Regions from separate parts of the Gasterosteus aculeatus genome. Here region 2 is linked to region 1. A link is a contact called in public Hi-C data. All regions are on one chromosome and are shown on one strand. Each heading gives the region's core, a stretch centred on a gene start, on an enhancer-like site or on the middle of the called end of the contact. The rest is flanking DNA. Distances are from core to core; before and after follow the strand shown.

What was found. Hi-C and Micro-C count contacts between places; a contact is called where the count stands out from the background.
Region 2: a contact with region 1 is called in a Hi-C map of skeletal muscle, with 2.5 times the contacts expected there. The contact joins two enhancer-like sites. A contact is called at or near these places in 2 of 6 Hi-C or Micro-C datasets (skeletal muscle and whole body).

What each region holds. Positions count from the first base shown.
Region 1 is chr9:15,790,498-15,794,099 of fGasAcu3.hap1.1, forward strand. No RefSeq gene overlaps it. Among protein-coding and RNA genes, the nearest start is that of LOC144411604, 5.0 kb to the left of the region's middle. Within about 2 kb of position 1,589, at least 1 of the 9 cell types and tissues checked has open chromatin away from gene starts, as enhancers often do.
Region 2 is chr9:16,039,642-16,043,134 of fGasAcu3.hap1.1, forward strand. cntln (centlein, centrosomal protein) reads left to right here. Exons shown (of 27, transcript XM_040187168.2): 19 at 334-605. Among protein-coding and RNA genes, the nearest start is that of sh3gl2a, 32 kb to the right of the region's middle. Within about 2 kb of position 1,345, at least 1 of the 9 cell types and tissues checked has open chromatin away from gene starts, as enhancers often do.

The DNA of each region.
Region 1 (3,602 bases), core at 339-2,838:
CATCACCGGCTCCCCCCCCCAAAGCTATATAATTAAGTTCCCAAATATTGTGCTCTCCTCTCCCGGGCGCATGTTGCTTCGCCTGAACCGCACCGCGTTTGACCAGCAAGAAATCCCCAAAAACGTGATGTTGTTTGGTCATTTTTGAGTTATTGGATTTTTTTCCCCCACGTACGTAGTGTTATTCCCAGCTTCACCTTCAGTGCGCACGCACACACACACACACACACACACACGTCTGGTGTTATTGGCAGCGCGCCTTCATCCACCGACACCTCCAGCGTCCCTGGTGGCCTTTGTCACAGAAGAAAGAGAATGATCAATATAGCAGTTAAACTAGACTTTCAAAGCTGATCGCCGGGCCTCTTTCTGGGGCCATCTTCTTTAATGAATTTTCTTTCATTCCCCAGTAGTTTTTAAACATCAAACAATAAATCGGCCAGGGCACAGTAAAATATTTAGATCTATTGACTGTGTTTGAAAAATGTAGAGGGCAAAAACTCTAGTGGTTTGATGCTGATGCATTCTGAACACTTTAATCCACCCGAGTGTTTCCTTTTATCTGCCTGGGTTTTCTCCAAAAGAGGGAAAAAGGGCCTAAAGAATGTTCTCAAAGATCCAGCCACACTTTCTTAAAAGCTCCCTACCTTCAATTGCTCTATTCTATTGCAGCGATTGTCAACATTCTTGGTACCGAGGCACGCACAAAATTGTTTAATTTTCCGAGAAAATCTGTCCAGCCTTTTATTGTCGCTGTTCACCTTAAAGGACAGTGGGCTACGTAGAAATGTATGAATTAATTGCGAATGTTTTGGAATTAAATACGTAGTCTGAATTAACCCTAACCGTGCCATTCGTCCATAAAATGTGTTTGTTACAACATGGCAGTGCGACACTACAAATGTGGAAAGCATCTGCTTTATAATGTCTGCAGTTTTATTCCTCATACCCACCTTAAAACAACTTTAAAACAAACCCCAAAACATCTAGAATAAAACCCCATCAGTGTGTAGTATGTCGGTGGAAATTTGCCTTGACAAAATATCTTTATACTGTCATGAAAGGTCCCACAAAAGAAAAGAATTGTGTGGGAGGATGCTGGTGGAGTTTTCTAAAAAATCTTTCAATATTGACAGGTTGTGTCAGAATGCTACAAGACACAGATCAAATAGTGTCTGAAAATACATTATTCTGTAGAAACATTTCATAAGGCTCAGTGAGTTTGAGCAGAACTGTATTTTTGTCAGCGCATTGTGTGTATTTATTTCACTTTTACAAAAGAATGTCTCTAGGTTTAGTCCAATCCGTATTTCTGCTTTTTTTGTCGTCAAAGTCACATCGAGGTGAACGTGGTCGTCTGATCCCTCGCGGAGCCACATCCTGATGTAGTGATAATTTGTACTGCGTGCATGCGTGTCTTTGCACCGGCTGGTCGGTGCACGTGCGTGTCTTGGCCGGCGTGACAGCCCGGCCTTGACGTTAAACATCTGTCCGGGTGATTCATTCGGCCGCGCATGTGGAGTGACACCGAGGCACATCTGCCGAGGTGCAGGCGATCCCTGCAACCTGCCCTTCCAAAGGCCCTGCCTCACCACCACGGCTTGTTTGCGTCATTTCCCCAACTCTCCACCACTGCCGGTTCATAAAAGTGACATCCTGCTCCCCCACCTCCCTCTCTCCCAGTTGTGCAGGCTGGAGAGCAGCAGATGCACAGCCTCGGGGAGATTTAGAAATGGCAAACACAATGAAACTCATGCACCTGGGAAAGCGAGTAATCCCAGATAAACCTCATCTTGTCCTTTTTTCTTTTTTTGCCGAGGCAGATTCGCTGGGCTTTCATGCATTGTGAATGTACGTACATTAAAGTGGACAAGATTTCTGCTAAAAAACATTTACAAATGTATTGATTAGACCATTAACATAAAATAAATAGCAAACCATTTTAATCATCCTGCAATTGAAACGTTTTTAAATAAGGAAAATATTACAAATATTTGGTTTGAGCCTCTTAAAAGTGAAGATTTGCTGTCTTTTTCTTTGTTTTAGAATATGAAGCCATTCATTGCCACAGATGTTACACATAGAGGAATTTGACGTGGATGATTATAAATTACATATATTCCCATTTTCTTGGGGAAAAAACAAGCAATTCTTGTGACTTTCAATTTATTACTTTTTAAAAAAGTTTTTTTCAAACAATTTTGTATACTATTTGTAAGTTAAAAAAATTAAATATTTGCCTAGACAAGATTTAATTACAATTCTTTGGCACGGGATAATCATCAGATTATGTTATATGCTGTTAAACATGCAGTAAATGTATTTCACTGAGTGGAAAGATTGAAAAATCATTTGAGTTTTAGTGACAGATGCTTCTCTTCACTACTGTGAAGGCCATTGTGATCACTTGAATGAATACAGCTTGACTAATTAAGGTTATGCAGTTGGCTGGCTCTCTCCAAACAAGGCCCACGTAATGTGGATTGTGTTGCAGCACCTCCAGCCCCCACAGTACAGTGCAGTGCAGATGAAAGCCGCGTTGATGAGCGGTACAGTCCGACGTGTCAATTGGAAAGTGCTGAAAAAGATCAATCAGTGTAGTACTTGATTTTCAAAATCACATTCAAGTTTACTCTTACACAAAGATATTATTTTATTGCGGGGTAATAAGCTCAGAAATGTATTCACCGTGTTTTCGAGCGGCGCTGTGCTGCTCCCAGCCCCGCTGTTACCATGACGAAAACACCGAGGAATATGACTCCTAACGAATTAAATAGAAAATTGCTGATTACTGACAAACGCAGCAAGTGCAGATGATGATGACTGAAATGCGCTTGATACCCGTTCTAGAGCTTGCGCTGCATGTTTGGCACAGATAAAGTCCAAGGACGCGCAAGGCCTTTGATCCTGTCTCTGGGGCGTCCCAGATGTTCCCGCGCAGGGAATGTCAAGGCTGGTTTATTTGCTGAGGTAATGCCCAGCCATTATACGTACAACCCATCCATCAAACAAAAGGGAACTTTTCACATACACTTTTTTTTTTTGCCCAACTGAGGTCAGTGAGGAGTCTTGATGGAACAACTACATCTGTAAAGCACCCATGATGATTAGTCCAGGCATCCATGGGACATTTCCTCCTCGAGTCAATGCAGATGTCGGACGATATTACCCTTCATTTGAAGTAAAACCAAATGTAATATTTCATTTCCATAGATGTCATTGGTGCAGTGGTTGTCCTTCCTGAAATGACTGAATAATGAGGAACTCGTGAGCGTTCTGAGTGAACATCTGACTCTAAGGTCTCAACCAGTAGGTGGCAGTATGATACCTGAATCTACAACTTCTCAAATCAAGACTCCTCAATCATGACCGAGAATAAGCGTGGTGACTATTTCATCTGACAACTTACCGCTAAATGTATTATATACAATGTGCAAATTTTAACCTTTATTATTATTATTATTATTATCGATGTCTTTTATAGATACAATATTTACATTCAAAGTCAGATTTGGACACAGCAGAGATAAAAACACGCATCCGTTTTTCCATCCAAAAAGATATTTTATATTTTACAAAGCCGTGAGTTCTCTTTGAGCAAA
Region 2 (3,493 bases), core at 95-2,594, 250 kb after region 1:
TTTCACACCCCTGCAGAACTACAAAAAGTCTAATCGACTATTAATTGCAGCAGGAAGAACACTCGATGCGTGTACATGCTGTCGATCGGAAACAAGTATCTCAGAAGTTAACAAGCTTCGTTTTTGTTAGTTTTTGGAACTTGACACTCTTGAATTGGTTATAAATGGAAAATGTTAATCATTCAAGTAGTTAAATATATCACCATTTTCACCTGTGCATACACAGATACACTTTTACATAAGCCTGTTAACTCCCACCAGTAGCTTCTAAATAGGGATTTGTTCGCTGCACTTGTCGACTCTGAGGTGCCTGCGTGTACTTCCTCCTGTTAGACGTTGAACAGCATGAGCCGTGGGACCGAGGGACGAGAGGAGAGGAAAGGAGGTGGAGGAGGAAGAAGAGGATGCTAATGAAGACCCGGCACTACTCCTCCTCTTCTCTGCAGCAGCGCACAGAGTCCCTCCAGCATCACATTGACATACTGCGAAGTGCCAAGAAAGACGCTCTGCTTTCTGCCAGGGAGCTTCGAAGGGCCAATGAGAAAAACACGGCACAACTCGACTCCCTCACCGAGAAACTCTGGATCAGCGAGCAGCGAGCACAGGTAACATTAACAGGGAAATCAGTCAATTGGAAAGTGTTGGTAATTTTCATTGATGTGTTTCTTTATTCTTTATTTGTGAGTGCAGTGCGTCTATCACGCACAATAAATGGCTTCAGGGCGACTCTTTTCTGTGGAGGTCAGCGGCACGGATCAGGAGGGGGGACGATGATCTCTCTCCCTCTTTTTTCCTCTCTTCCACTCTGCTGTTGTCTCGCTGAATGTTTCAACAAGGCAGTTCCTCCACAGCAGTCTGTGTCACTTGCACTAACATTTCGCTGTATGCAAGACCCCGTGTGTGCAGACACACACACACACACACACGCGGTGACCACTGCCACACACTCATTTAGTTATTTAGTATCTGCCTCCAGGTAGGAAACTGTTAGACTTGCTAAGGACTATAAATAAAACACCAAGTACTTTGGCCCTAAAATGTACCTCACCTGCCAGGTTGTCCTTTTACAAACCAACATACACAAAAACACACACACACACACTTTGTGCCCACAAATACACACACCAACACCTAGACGGATAGTCGTTAATCAGACAGGCAGGAGACTTCTTTTGGTGGATTCAGAAATAGCGGCAGCAGCCAGTGAGGTCCCACTGGGCGCCTGATTAGGCGTATGTGCCTGTATGTCCTTATGTTTAATGAGTGAATGGTACAGATACAGTATATTACACCTACACACACACACACACACACACAGAGGTCAGAGTGCGGCCCTTATAGTGCTGCTGTCTAGGAAGTGGCCCTTGTGCCCCCACCCAGGAATCTGATTGCTAAGGCCCAACGAGACCTTAGACTGAGGCACAGCAGTAAAGCCACACGAGGTTGCACAGACACACTCACACACACACACACACACACACACACATATACACTGTCAATGAGTGGACAGAGAGGGGATTGTTGTCTTCCTGTTTGTTTCCTCTCCCCTCCTGCAGTATTAATGCCACTCCACCAGAGAAAGTTGGAGCCGGCTGACTGGCCGAAGCCATGTGTTGTTGCCCTCTCTGCAAAGGGCAAGAGGTGATGGACTTTGGGCTTGTTCCAGGCGGTCCTTGCCAACTTTCAAACTAAAACTCTCTGCTTGTAATTGGCCTAGGACAGCCTCCACAGGGGCCATCATGTGAGAAGTAGCATGGCAGTTTCTCAGAAACTTGTTTGTGTTGCCTAGAGATCGACCGGTCTTGGATAGTGGAAGGTTTGGAGCAGGAAAAAGCTGAATAATTGTAAAACTCTCCAAAAGCATCTTCTCTCAATTTATTGCAATATCAGATGTTCAATGGGGCGGGAACGGTGTGTACCACTTAACCTTTCATTATTTAGGCTGCTTCTTGTTTTATCTAACTTCCGTCTGTAGTCGCTGTATGAGTTTCTAACTGCATTTTAATAGCTGCTACAGTATTTTCAGAAAAAGATGATTCCTATTATTACTTGGTTTGGTTATGATGCTAGTGGTGGGGTTTAGCGACCACGGTAATATTACTGCAACAAAGTCCAATGTGCCAAGTTATACCAACAATCAGATTATTTTGATGGTTGCAAATAAACCATGAAGGTTTTAGACAGATTATCCAAACCATTTGATCTTGAAGGAATAGCTGAAGAAGCTTAAAACCTCAGGTGACAGGTAAAGCATTCCCTCCTCTTTCTACCAAGGTCTTGACAAAATGTGCTAGTCATGCGTATCATCCAAATACAGGATCATTTTTGTAACTTGGATTATCTACTTCACTCTGTCATTACTTCCTTGTCTACTTCACTTTGCAGTGTACTCTGACATGGCTTCGCAAATCTAGCAGCTTTATCTCTTCACGTGCCGAGTGCACTACCCTCCTCAAACACGTAAGGGCCGGATTATCACAGGATTAGTGGGTGCAACAGACAACCCACTACCTTTTTAAAATATACAGACATTACACTAATGTCTCTGTTGATTGCTTTACAAAGTCACTGTGATTTCTGCATGTGTATATGTGTCGCTATTACAACTGGTTTCCAAATTCTTCCTGCTTCTGATTGAGTACCACGCGGAAAGTTATCAGTGAGACTCCTGCTCAGATGCGAGAAAGAGAGAGAGGTGTCCCCTTTTTCCAGCCTAATGGACCACCAGTAAATCCGCCCCATGTCAGTGTCATCTCTCTCCAGGGCTGAATACGCGCCGTGAAATCAAAGCCTGTATTACAGGAACTGCCATCAATGCCGTTCTTAATGCGTGCACCGCGGCAACTGCAGCCCCAGCCTCGCTTTTCATTCTCCTCTCCTTCCTCTCTCCCACTCGATCACTCCTACTTCGCTCTCTCCCTCCCTCCCGGGGGACACGGCATGCGTGTCTTCAACAGAGGAGAGGAAACCTAAAACAAGAGGGATTCTATTAAAAGGTGTCAGCCAGCAACCAGATATCAATAACCTCCATGTATGCAGAGCAGAGAGCAAACTCCTGGGAATCTGTGGTTTCACTTTGGTGTGTGTGTGTGTGTGTGTGTTCCAGCATTTACTCCATGTGTGCAGCATCATGTATCATGTCCCTGTTTGTGGCATTGAGCATTCTTGATGTTTGAAATTATACCAGGTCAGCTAATTGTGGCAGTATTGAACCAAACAGATGTGTTTATGCCCCATATTTTGTTGAGAGATTTTGTTTTAGCTTGTTGTTAACAGCGTTAACCTCAGAAGCTTGTGTTTAGAAGCGTTGATACACTGTAGATTTGACATGATCAGCCAGTGCCATTATCTTTTGGCACTGTAAACTCATCCTCTCACTAGGATTCACTCCGTCACAAAGTGCTCTCCGATTCTCCAGGATGCCTTTATTATGCACTCCAATCACACTGAGAATTTGGCCCTATTGACGGAGCAGCAACATCATCTGCCTTCT